Regions from separate parts of the Salvelinus alpinus genome. Here region 2 is linked to region 1. A link is a contact called in public Hi-C data. All regions are on one chromosome and are shown on one strand. Each heading gives the region's core, a stretch centred on a gene start, on an enhancer-like site or on the middle of the called end of the contact. The rest is flanking DNA. Distances are from core to core; before and after follow the strand shown. Region 1 holds the start of LOC139560454 (RING finger protein 11-like). Region 2 holds the start of LOC139560628 (dystrobrevin alpha-like).

What was found. Hi-C and Micro-C count contacts between places; a contact is called where the count stands out from the background.
Region 2: a Hi-C map of red muscle shows a contact between it and region 1, with 12 times the contacts expected there. The contact joins the promoter of LOC139560628 here to the promoter of LOC139560454 in region 1. A contact is called at or near these places in 2 of 3 Hi-C or Micro-C datasets (muscle and red muscle).

Annotation. Positions count from the first base shown.
Region 1 is chr30:32,519,711-32,525,904 of SLU_Salpinus.1, forward strand. It overlaps LOC139560454 (RING finger protein 11-like), which reads right to left and starts at 2,377. Exons shown (of 3, transcript XM_071377252.1): 1 at 1,753-2,377; 2 at 425-594; 3 at 1-152. The coding sequence starts at 1,866.
Region 2 is chr30:32,753,718-32,759,911 of SLU_Salpinus.1, forward strand. It overlaps LOC139560628 (dystrobrevin alpha-like), which reads left to right and starts at 3,364. Exons shown (of 23, transcript XM_071377565.1): 1 at 3,364-3,576.

The sequences.
Region 1 (6,194 bases), core at 1,127-3,626:
AAAGCAGGGCAGCATCCACAGGCTCCATGCAGGAGGGGCAGGTGAAGGACCTCATCAGCCAGTCATCTATACAGTCCATGTGGTAAATGTGCATACAGGGCAGGAACCGGATGGGGTCCCCGTACACAAAGTCCATCATACATATCACACACCTAGAAAATGGGTTATATACAATTATGAATAGTAGTTTTGATTAGAGTCTGTCGTATATTTTTCCTGAGCACATTACCTGACCAGAAAAAACTATGGGCACTAGTTATGTTAAACACACAGTTAAATGTTACAGCTAGGGCCGAAATTTTACCTAGTTAGGTCACATGATCAGTGATCTTTATCAATAACATCAGAGAATAAAAACAGTGGTAAACTAATTATATCAATATATAATATCAAAGAATAAAAACAGTGGTATGCAGATGCTCACTCTCTGATTTTTTTCTCGGAGCCGTCCCGGCCTCCGTCATAGACGCCCCGGGGAAGATGCTGGATGAGGCCGATACGCTGGGCGATACGGACCTGCTCCTCCTCAGTCAGCTGGGTGGCCAGGCGGGCCTGGCTGGGGGTGGGGTGGTACACCGGCATGTGAGCCTGCTCCTGGAGAAAAGACACACATACAGAGGAGAGTCAATACACATGCCAACTCAACTGGACTGATCGCACAACCCAGTGTTTTATCAATCACTGTATGGGTGAGGTGGGATGGGCACCCCTCCTAGCTCGGTTTCACCCTGCCTATAAGAGTGGCTGGGCTTATATTGGTTTCAATTGATAAAGTTGATGCCAGATGACACCTAGTTGTAATAGTAGAATGCACAAGGTGCAATTCTGAAATTGGGCAGTGCATCATCAGTTCCTCTTGTCATGTTAGTCATTGCATACCTTAGAGAGCTATTTCTAACTTGTCAGAAATTTCATGTCAGCTAAAGTTTTTTCATTTAGGCTTTTTAAGCCCATAGATACTGTTGTACTGTTATCCACCCTGCCGTGGATAAAGCAGTTGACAAAAACTGCCCATTATGGACATTATTGGCAAAAGGAACACTTTTGTGAGATTTAAAAGCATTTGGGCAACAAAAGTGCTGCGTGTGTGTTTTTTCCTTTGTGTAACTGGGTTTGTTAAACTATTGTAATATGAAAACTCAGACCCATAATCAGTTGCAATACCTAGCTATGAAAATAATAATTTTAATGCACTATGGACTCCCGTGTGGCGCAGTAGTCTAAGGCACTGCATAGTCTAAGGTGTCACTACAGTCCCTGGTTCGAATTCAGGCTGTATCACATCTGGCCGTGACTGGGAGTCCCATAGGGCTGAGCACAATTGGCCCTTGTCCAGGTTTGGCCGGGGTAGGCCGCCATTGTAAATAAGAATTCGTGCTTAACTGACTAAAAAATATATATATATCAAAATATTCAAAACCTATTATTTCCCCTGGTCTTTAAATCTTTCATTCGGACTAATCTGAAGGCAAATTGAAACTATACATTTGACAGCAACTTTAAACTATAACGTTACCGAGCTAGATGAATGAGTCATAAATGGTCTGGAAGAGTACAAAAGAAAATACATCAACCAGCTAGCTAAATAATCAGAAAATGTTTTGACCAGATTCCCAAGATGTTAAATGCCTTTGACCCCTACCCTGGGTTTTGCATAATTCTGTCAATTATCATAACCCTACTTCACCCTACTAACGTTTGTTAGCTAAATAACTAATAAAACTATCTAGCTAAGTTAATATTAAGTCTGACCTGGTAAGGCGGAGGTGGCTCCAAATCCGCGTCTGCGTCCCCATAACTTCCTCTGTCAGACTCGTGAAGCAAAGATATATCGTCCGACGTCGGCGATTTGAGACAATTTCCCATGTCCTCTTCTCAGCCCCTCGTTGTTTAGCTAGCTATAGTAGCTAGCTTGTAAACTTACTATTGTTAGTTTACAACCACATGTATCCTCCACTCGTTACAGAAGTAACGGTATTACACATTAACTACTGTTTAACAACCCATTAAAATATAATATGTCTGTTCATACGAATACTATATCGAGCCCCCAGCAGCTGTCCAAGCTATTCAACATCATCAGACCATCACAGTCAAAACAAAGAGCTAGATAATAACAGTAGCTAACGTTAGCTACTTCGCCTAGCTAGCTAATGTTATCGACATGTTATTCCTAAATGAAAATCACTCATTCCTCGGTCTACGATTTGAAATGTAAAACGTTCGCTTAAAAAGCAACTACCATAACAACATCAAGCGATAGAAAATGAATATTTTGCACAAATATCGACCACTGACTTCGCGAAAAAAATTCACTAATAACTGTCTGGCTAGCAATGTTATCAGAGATCCTGGACAAAATGACAAGATGCTTGTGACTCCGCCCTAACAATGGGATTCGCTGTCCATAGAGCGGAACAGCGGGATGTCAAGCTCCCGCCCATTCCTCTCTGGATTGGTAGATACATCTCGTTATTTGAATATATTTTCAATATTCGATAAGGGAGTTGACGTCAACCGCCTGTATTCAATGGAGAGTGAGATGCTATTCTAGCCTCATGAATATGCATAGATGCCTTGAATTTCAACAGGGACAATTCAATGAATTGTGTTTTTTCTCAGTTTACCAGAATGTCACGTGCATCACACTTATTATCAGTATGCTCATAACAACCTAAGCATTACTTAACTTTTATTAGATCAAATAAGCCTCAGGTATCAAAAAAACTTTTCATTTTTTTCTCAACTAAATTCCACACTCTCTCAAAAACTCCTCACTTGCTTAATAATTAAAGATGCACTATGCAGAAATCGCTCCGCCATTTCTTCAATGCAAAAATTCTAATAGTTCACCTAATTTCAGTTTATGTAACAAAACAATTAAGTATAGTGTAGTGTAGAGTATAGGGTAGAGAATCATTAAGTGCTGATGGTGCCGACAGAGAGGGCTGCCTCGCTTCTAGTCAATAGGAAACTTTGCAGTATTATTTCTTACATTGCTAGCCCAGAAAATCTATATTAGATTTGCGATTATATACACTCTATCGGCAGGATAGTGTTATTTCATACAGCCAGGAAGAACTATTGCTAGTTTGTTTTCTTTTTTTTGCGTTGTTCGTAACTTGTTTGGAACATAATGTTGCTGCTACCATCTCTTATGACCGAAAAGAGCTTCTGGACATCAGAAATGCAATTACTCACCTTTCATGAAGCTGCCAGTTGAGAACTTGTGAGGCGTCTGTTTCTCAAACTAGACACTCAAATGTACTTGTCCTCTTGCTCAGTTGTGCACCGGGGCCTCCCACTCCTCTTTCTATTCTGGTTAGAGCCAGTTTGCGCTGGTCTGTGAAGGGAGTAGTACACAGCGTTGTACGAGATCTTCAGTTTCTTGGCAATTTCTCATATGGAATAACCTTCATTTCTCAGAACAAGAATAGACTGACGAGTTTCAGAAGAACGTTCTTTGTTTCTGGCCATTTTGAGCCTGTAATCGAAGCCACAAATGCTGATGCTCCAGATTTTCAACTAGTCTAAAGGCGGCCAGTTTTATTACTTCTTTAATAAGCATAACAGTTTCCAGCTGTGCTAACATAATTGCAAAAGGGGTTTCTAATGATCAATTAGCCTTTTAAGATGATAAACTTGGATTAGCTAACACAACGTGCCATTGGAACACAGGAGTGAAGGTTGCTGATAATGGGCCTCCGTACACCTATGTAGATATTCCATAAAAAATCTGCCAGTTCCAGCTACAATAGTCATTTACAACATTAACCATGTCTACACTATATTTCTGATCAATTTGATGTTATTTTAATGGACAAAAAATGTGCTTTAATTAAAAAACAAGGACATTTCTAAGTGACCCCAAACTTTTGAACGGTAGTGTATATATACTGAACAAAATTATTAACACAACATGTGTTGGTCCCATATTTCATGAGCTGAAATAAAAGTTCCCAGAATTTTTCCATAAGCACAAAAAGCTTATTTCTCTCAAATGTTGTGCACAAATTTCTTTACATCCCTGTTAGAGAATATTTATCCTTTGCCAAGATAATCCATCCACCTGACAGGTGTGATATATCAAGAAGCTGATTAAGGGCCTCCCGGGTGGCGCAGTGGTCTAGAGCACTGCATCGCAGTGCTATGCTGCGCCACCAGAGTCTGGGTTCGCGCCCAGGCTCTGTCGCAGCCGGCCGCGACCGGGAGGTCCGTGGGGCGACGCACAATTGGCTTAGCGTCGTTAGGGAGGGTTTGGCCGGTAGGGATATCCTTGTCTCATCGCGCTCCAGCGACTCCTGTGGCGGGCCGGGCGCAGTGCGCGCTAACCGAGGGGGCGGGTGCACGGTGTTTCCTCCGACACATTGGTGCGGCTGGCTTCCGGGTTGGAGGCGCGCTGTGTTAAGAAGCAGTGCGGCTAGGTTGGGTTGTGCTTCGGAGGACGCATGACTTTCGACCTTCGTCTCTCCCGAGCCCGTACGGGAGTTGTAGCGATGAGACAAGATAGTAATTACTAGCGATTGGATACCACAAAATTGGGGAGAAAAAAGGGGATAAAATTTATAAAAAAAAAAAAAAAAAAAAAAAAAAAAAGAAGCTGATTAAACAGCATGATCATTACACAGGTGCACCTTGTGGTGGGGACAACAAAAGGCCATTCTAAAATGTGCAGTTTTGTCACACATCACAATGACACAGATGTCTCAGGTTTTGAGGGAGTGTGCAATTGGCATGCTGACTGCAGGAATGTCCACCAGAGCTGTTGCCAGAGAATTGAATGCTCATTTCTCTACCATAAGCTGCCCCCAACGTCGTTTTAGAGAACCTCGTGGTGCCCCAGATCCTAATGAGTTAACTTCTTGCCACTATAGGGGGTGCTGTTTCGCATTAGCATAATTTGCTCAACAGATTAAACGGCTTCCTAATAAATTCTTGCTCGTACAATATGCATATTATTGTTATTATTGGATAGAAAACACTCTCTAGTTTCTATAGCCGTTGGAATTTTGTCTCTGAGTGGTACAGAACTCAATCTACAGCACTTTTCATGATAGGGAGTCAGATTTCAGACATCCTGGCCCCTGATCTGGAGTCAGTTTAAAGGTCCCTGTAAATGCTATGGAGAAACAGACACTTCTTACGTCTTCCCCTGGATGTCAGTACGTGATGACGCTTTGAATGGAGTCGATTGCGCAATCAGGGGCTGCATAAAAGAGCAAATACCGGAAGTAGCATCCCTTTGCTGCCTGCGCCTTGCGCACAGAGGACGTCGGACTCGCCTCCTTCCAAGCGTTTGTTTAGCCAGTAATATTTCTCTGGTCATGTTTTTACTCGTTAGAGGTGTTAAAAACATCATAAGTTTTTAACTGCCCGAGGGAGTTATCCAACTGGCACCTCCGTCCCGACGTTACCTGAACGCTCATCTGGGGCCCGCTAACCGTTAGCTGTCTTATCGGCTGCTATCTGAATAAGTATATCGGACAATTATTATTATTATTTTTTTTTTTTTTTTTTTTCTTGGGTCACTATATCTATTTTGCCAATTTGGATTGATCCCCTCTACCACACGGAACCCCACTAACCTACCGACGGAAACGCACGAGGTATCTACAAATAGACTTCCATACTATGCTATCTTGCTACCGATAGCCATCTACCCGGCCAGCTGTCTGGATCGCCGTGACCCCAACCAACCTCTACTCACTGGACCCTTATTGATCACTCGATTAAGCATGCCTCTCCTTAATGTAAATATGCCTTGTCCATTGCTGTTCTGGTTAGTGTTTATTGGCTTATTTCACTGTAGAGCCTCTAGCCCTGCCCACTATACCATATCCAACCTCACAGTTCCACCACCCACATATGCGATGACATCACCTGGTTTCAATGATGTTTCTAGAGACAATATCTCTCTCATCATCACTCAATACCTAGGTTTACCTCCACTGTATTCACATCCTACCATACCTTTGTCTGTACATTATTCCTTTAAGCTATTTTATCGCCCCCAGAAACTTCCTTTTACTCTCTGCTCTAGAAGTTCTAGACGACCAATTCTCATAGCTTTTAGCCGTACCCTTATCCTACTCCTCCTCTGTTCCTCTGGTGATGTAGAGGTGAATCCAGGCCCTGCAGTACCTAGCTCCACTCCTATTCCCCAGGCGCTCTCTTTTGATGACTTCTGTAACCGT
Region 2 (6,194 bases), core at 2,114-4,613, 230 kb after region 1:
ACGCCACTTTAAATGTGTACATGACACTGCAACAAAATTTCCCCATGGGGACAATAAAGTCATTAAGTAAGTACCTGACACCCTAGACCCACTACAACTTCGGTAACACTTTACTTGACACCCAGCATCATAACACTTTATGACATGGTCATAACCATTACATAATATGTCATAACAGCTGACATAACTTGTCATAACATGTCATTATATGGTCATAACACATATATTTACACCTGTTGTGATATATATTGTGTTATTTTATGGCTGGTTATGACACCTACATAAGAGTGCCAAAACCCACATTTATTTAAATGTTTTTTCTCTGCCAAGAAGTTTCCTTTTGTTTGAAAGTCTGTTTCTTAAGTCCTTTCTTGTTGTTGTAAGGAATTATTTAAGGTCATCTTTTTTTCCATCATAATTTAAATAACATGTAGAAAATACCCTTTATGACACTGTCAAGAATCATTATGACCATCATAATCATATAAGCCAGATAGGGCTATCACATACAAGCCCTTATGTCAGTCATCAGTCAAAAAGAAGGTGTTCTGACGGGCAGACCCCAGGTGGTGAATGTAGGCAACAGCACTTCTGCCATGCTAATCCTCAACATGGGGGCCCCACAAGGATGCATCCTCAGCTCTCTCCTGAACTAACTTTTCACCCATCTCCAACTCAATCATCAAGTTTGCTGACGACACATCAGTGGTAGGCCTGATTAGCAAAAACGACGAGTCAGCCTACAGGGAGGAGTTGAGGGCCCTGGCGGAGTGGTGCCAGGAAAATAACCTCTCCCTCAACGTCATCAAAACAAAGGAGCTGATAGTGGACTTCAGGGGGTTAGGTCAGCCCAACGCATCACCGGGAGCATACTGCCTGACCTCAGGACATCTACAGCACCCAGTGTCACTGGAAGGCCAAGAAGCTCATCAAGAACCTCAGCCACCTGAGCCACGGCCTGTTCACCCCGCTATCATCTAGAAGGCAGAGACAGTACAGGTGCAGGGGGAGGGTGGCACATACATTTTTTTGTCACCCGGGAACTACATCTGCTGGCTGTCTCCAAGTCCACTCCAAACACCCACCAAGTAGGTTGTACTGAGAATACTTACAATTACTACTTTACAAGCACACAGAAACTGGAAAAGGATTATTCAATGTGACTGAAGGGCTGCATTTACACAGGCAGCCTAATTATTATATATATTTTTTTGCCAATAATTGTTTCTTTGACCAATCAGTGTAGATATTTTGCGAATAATTAGGCAGGCAAAAAAATCAGGGGTGTGTTCAGTTTGATTAATCGCTTTCTACGTTGCATGACGTTTTTGCTGAAAGACACATTTTACAAAAACGTTCTTCAACGTTCTTGAACAGACTTTGAGGTACGTTTGCTCCGTTTTGTGGTTGTGGTGGGGTGTGGCTTGAAGCAATGAGTGATGGTATTTAGAGGGCAGCAGAGCGTTCCCAACCCACCACCCAACCCCTTTCTGTTCTGAACGCAGCCCATAATTGGGCTGCCAGTGAAGGAGTTTGATTAATCTCGCACCGGCGCCCGTGTAGATGTGTTTTGCACTGGCTGAAAGTTAATTGCATTCGATTTGGAACCGGACTGCCTCCTGGGGGTGAGTCAGGTGCCCCACTCTGTCCGACTGCAAAGTCGGTTCAAAACAGAAGTGACGTAATTAAGCACGTGTAGTAATGAGTATGATTCTGTGTTTTCAAAAGTGATTGCTTTTGATGAAAACGCTTTATCTGCCTTCCCAATGGAAACTATTTTGAAAAGTCTAACATTTCGTTTTTGGAAAAGATGATGCCCCATGTTGCCTTGTCGGCAATTTGACCAAGCTGCATAGATTACGTTAGATTTGAGAAGGGCGCTCCTCCCTCCCCGCTTTCTCCCGATGATGTGACAGGCCAGAGCGTGACAAAGTAGCGTAAACTATATTTTTATCTTTATTTAACTAGGCAAGTCAGTTAAGAACAAATTCTTATTCTTATTTACAATGACAGCCTACACCGGGCCAAACCCAGACGACGCTGGGCCAATTGTGCGCCGCCCTATGGGACTCCCAATCACGGCCAGTTGTGATTTAGCCTGGATTCAAACCAGGGTGTCTGTAGTGAGGAAAGTGTTATTTTGTTGTCCTCTGCATCCTCTCTATCTGTGTGAGGTAGCCTGTGCAGCCTAGTGTGGGCTATGGATCTCGACTATTGTCTGGGTTTAATGTGCCCAGCCTAGAACAATCCAGATGTTTCACCGGATGCATAAATCTGAAGCATCCGGTTGGCGTTTCCTCTCTTTACCAAATATGGTGGTTGTAGGAAGCCCAGTGGCCGGCAGTGGGAGAAAATAGAGCGAGATGGATTTTGGACGATCGGTTCGTACGTAAAGCATTTTCTATTCCGGCTGCAAATACATCGGTTTCCTCCTTAACTTGCTTTAATGGTGTGCCGCGTGATTGCTTTTTGAATGTGCGTACTGTATTAATAAAACATACTTTCCCACCACCATTTTCCGATTTTTGGACAACTTCAGAATGTTTCATACCGCGTTCAGCCAATCAGGTTGCAGCAGTCGGTTGTTTACCCTTAGTTGACAAGGTGGCCAACATCATGAAGTAGCATTAGCCACTCTAGCATGGTGGTGGAAAATTGTGTTTTCTTAAGACATTATGCACATTTTTTCAGTTTTTTTCCCAACAGCGGCACGCAATTAAAGCTAGTTAAGGAGGAAACCGATGCCTTTGCATTCTGAATGGAGGATGTTTTCTGTACGAACCGGTCGACGGGGGCCACCAGCGTACTACCTGCTGGTCACATAGCGCAGATGATAGTGAAGATCAATAGCTCCCACTAACGGCTTCCCAGGCTATGCATGAGGAGAATGTTTTGTCTTATTTGTTCATTTCTAAACTGTGCCTATCTGACTCCGATGTGATGCAAATTTCTCTCATCAGTTTCTCACCATTAAAAAAATGTATATATCAGATGGGGATTGTTTCTACAGACCCCACAAGCAGTCAGCACTGACTAGTACAACTCAGAGACAGGGCAGTCCAGTGTAATACACTCCCAGACAGACAACACCAAATTGTTGAGACTTCTTATTTACTGGCCATATAGGTTACTATAAAGACTTTGATGTGATGCAGATTTCTCTCATCAGTTTCTCACCATTTTTTTTATTTTAGATGTGGTTTGGTTTCACAGACTGCACTTATCCTTCCTGTGCATTGTATTCATGGGTTTATACAGTACGTATATGGCTGAATCAATATGTATTTGTATGTTTATTTTGTCAACTTCAACATTTGTAAAGAATACACTGACGCAAGTGAAGAGATTCCGCATTACGTCATCGGCAGAAGCCACACGTACTCGAGGCAAATGCTGGGTTGCGCTACTCGAAAATTTCCATCACATCACCACTGCAAAAGGCGTTCGTAATAACAGGAATAGACCGTTCTAGGGGTAATGTACAATTGACCTAAATTAATCGTAATCACATCTATGGACACGGCTGACACGTCTATCCTGGATGTAAACAATGCAGTTTTATTCCTCGAAATCCTGGTAAGTATAGACAGCACAAGTGCACTGGAACGACCTTATTATCACTCGTGTAAAATCCAAGTTACTGCATAGGAACTAGTGAGATCGAGATTTGTTTTAATCCCGAGGCAAATTGCATGTCAACTGTTAGAATTGAAGGATTGACAATTTGGGGGTTACGGTTATTATGCCTCATTTGTAGTGCCTCTGTCATAACGGGATACAGGTTATCGCAATGGATGTGCATATAAATCTGTCATATACAGCCTGTTGTTGCCTTTCTTCACTCATCATGTGTGTTTGACAAGAAATGTTGACAAATGATGCTCTTGGTATTTCACACTGTCAATCATAGTGTTTCTCAGTTCTTTCTGAAATACACCAGAGCTGAGCAGGATCCATTGTAATTAAAGTAACCAAGTCATTGACATGGCTATCATGGCTCGTTTGTAAAACTGTTATGGCATCATCAACCAACAGTTTGGTACACTACATGACCAGAAATATGTGGACACCTGCTTGTCAAACATCTCATTCCAAAATCATGGACATTAATATGGAGTTGGGTCCCCCCTTTGCCGCTATAACAGCCTCCACTTTTCTGGGAAGGCTTTCCATTGGATGTTCCACAAGATGTTCTACAAGAGCATTGGTGAGGTCGGGCACTGATGTTTGGTGATAAGTTCTGGCTCGCAGTCAGCATTCCAATTCATCCCAAAGGTGTTCGATGGGGTTGAGGCCAGAGCTCTGTGCAGGCCAGTCAAGTTCTTCCACACCGATCTCGACAAACAATTTCTGTATGGCCCTTGCTTTGTGCACAGGGGCATTGTCATGCTGAAACAGGAAAGGGCCTTCCCCAAACTGTTGCCACAAAGTTGGAAGCACAGAATCGTCTAGAATGACATTGTATGCTGTAGCGTTAAGATGTCCCTTCACTGGAACTAAGGGTCCTAGCCCGAACCATGAAAAACAGCCCCAGACCATTATTCCTCCTCTACCAAACTTTACAGTTGGTACTATGCATTCGGGCAGGTAGTGTTATCCTAGCATCCGCTAAACCCAGATTCGTCCGTCGGACTGCCAGATGGTTAAGTGTGATTCATCACTCCAGAGAACGCGCTCCAGAGTCCAATGGCGGCTAGCTTTACACCACTCCTGCCGATGCTTGACATTGCGCATGGTGATCTTAGGCTTGTGTGCAGCTGCTCGGCCATGGAAAACCATTTCATGAAGCTCCAGACGAACAGTTCTTGTGCTGACATTGCTTCCAGAGGAAGTTTGGAACTTGGTAGTGAGTGTTGCAACCGAGGACAGATCATTTTTACGTGCAACACGCTTCAGCACTCGCCGGTCCCATTCTGTGAGCTTTTGTGGCCTACCATTCCTTGGCTGAGCCGTTGTTGTTCCTAGACATTTTTCACTTCACAATAAAAGCACTTACAGCTGACCGGGGCAGCTCTAGCAGGGCAGAAATTTGACGAACTGACTTGTTAGAAAGGTGGCATCCTATGACGGTGCTACGTTGAAAGTCACTGAGCTCTTCACTAAGACCATGTTACTGCCAGTGTTTGTCTATGGAGATTGCATGGCAGTGTGCTCGATTTTATACGCCTGTCAGCAACGGGTGTGGCTGAAATAACCGAATCCACTAATTTGAATGGGTGTCCACATACTTTTGTATATATTGTGTATATATCAGCATATTCCCACCGATCCAGTTTTTCTGTTGTTGCAGCAATTTCCTGAAGCAGTTTCACTAATCACCTTTGTAGTGCAGCCAGTATCAGAGTTTTTTTCCTTCCAGTAAGGAGCTCACATTGGGACACAGGGTCAGTTCAGGAACAACAACCACAAACTTGTTAAAAAACGTATAGAATGCTTTCTGTCTTATGGAGAAAAGAACCATGGTGATCAGAGGCCCCACAGGCAGACAGCACTGACTAGTACAACTCAGAGGGAGGCAGTGGTGAAAAAAGTACCCAATTGTCATACTTGAGTAAAAGATACCTTATTAAAAAATTACTCAAGTAAAAGTCACCCAGTAAAATTCTACTTGAGTAAAAGTCAAAGTATTTGGTTTAAAAAAAAAAAATACTTAAGTATCAAAAGTAAATGTAATTGCTAAAATATACTTAAGTATCAAAAGTACAAATTATTTTAAAAAATCCTTATATTAAGCAAACCAGATGGCACAGTTTTCTTGTTTTTTCAAATGTATGTATAGCCAGGGCCATACTCCAACACTCAGACATCAATTACAAACAAAGCATTTGTGTTTAGTGAGTCCGCCAGATCAGAGGCATTAGCGATGACCAGGGATGTTCGCTTGATAAGTGTGTGAATTGGACCATTTTCTGTCCTGCTAAGCATTTAAAATGTGATGAGTACTTTTGGGTGTAAGGGAAAATGTATGGAGTAAAAAGTACATTATTTTCTTTAGGAATGTAGTGGAGTAAAAGTACAAGTTTAAAAAATATATAAATAGTAAAGTAATGTGCAGATACCCCAAAAAACTACATAAGTAGTACTTTAAAGTATTTTTACTTAAGTACTTTACACCACTGGAGACAGGGCAGCCCAGTGTAATACACTCCCCGACAAACAACACAAGATTGTTGAGACTTCTTATTAACTGGCTA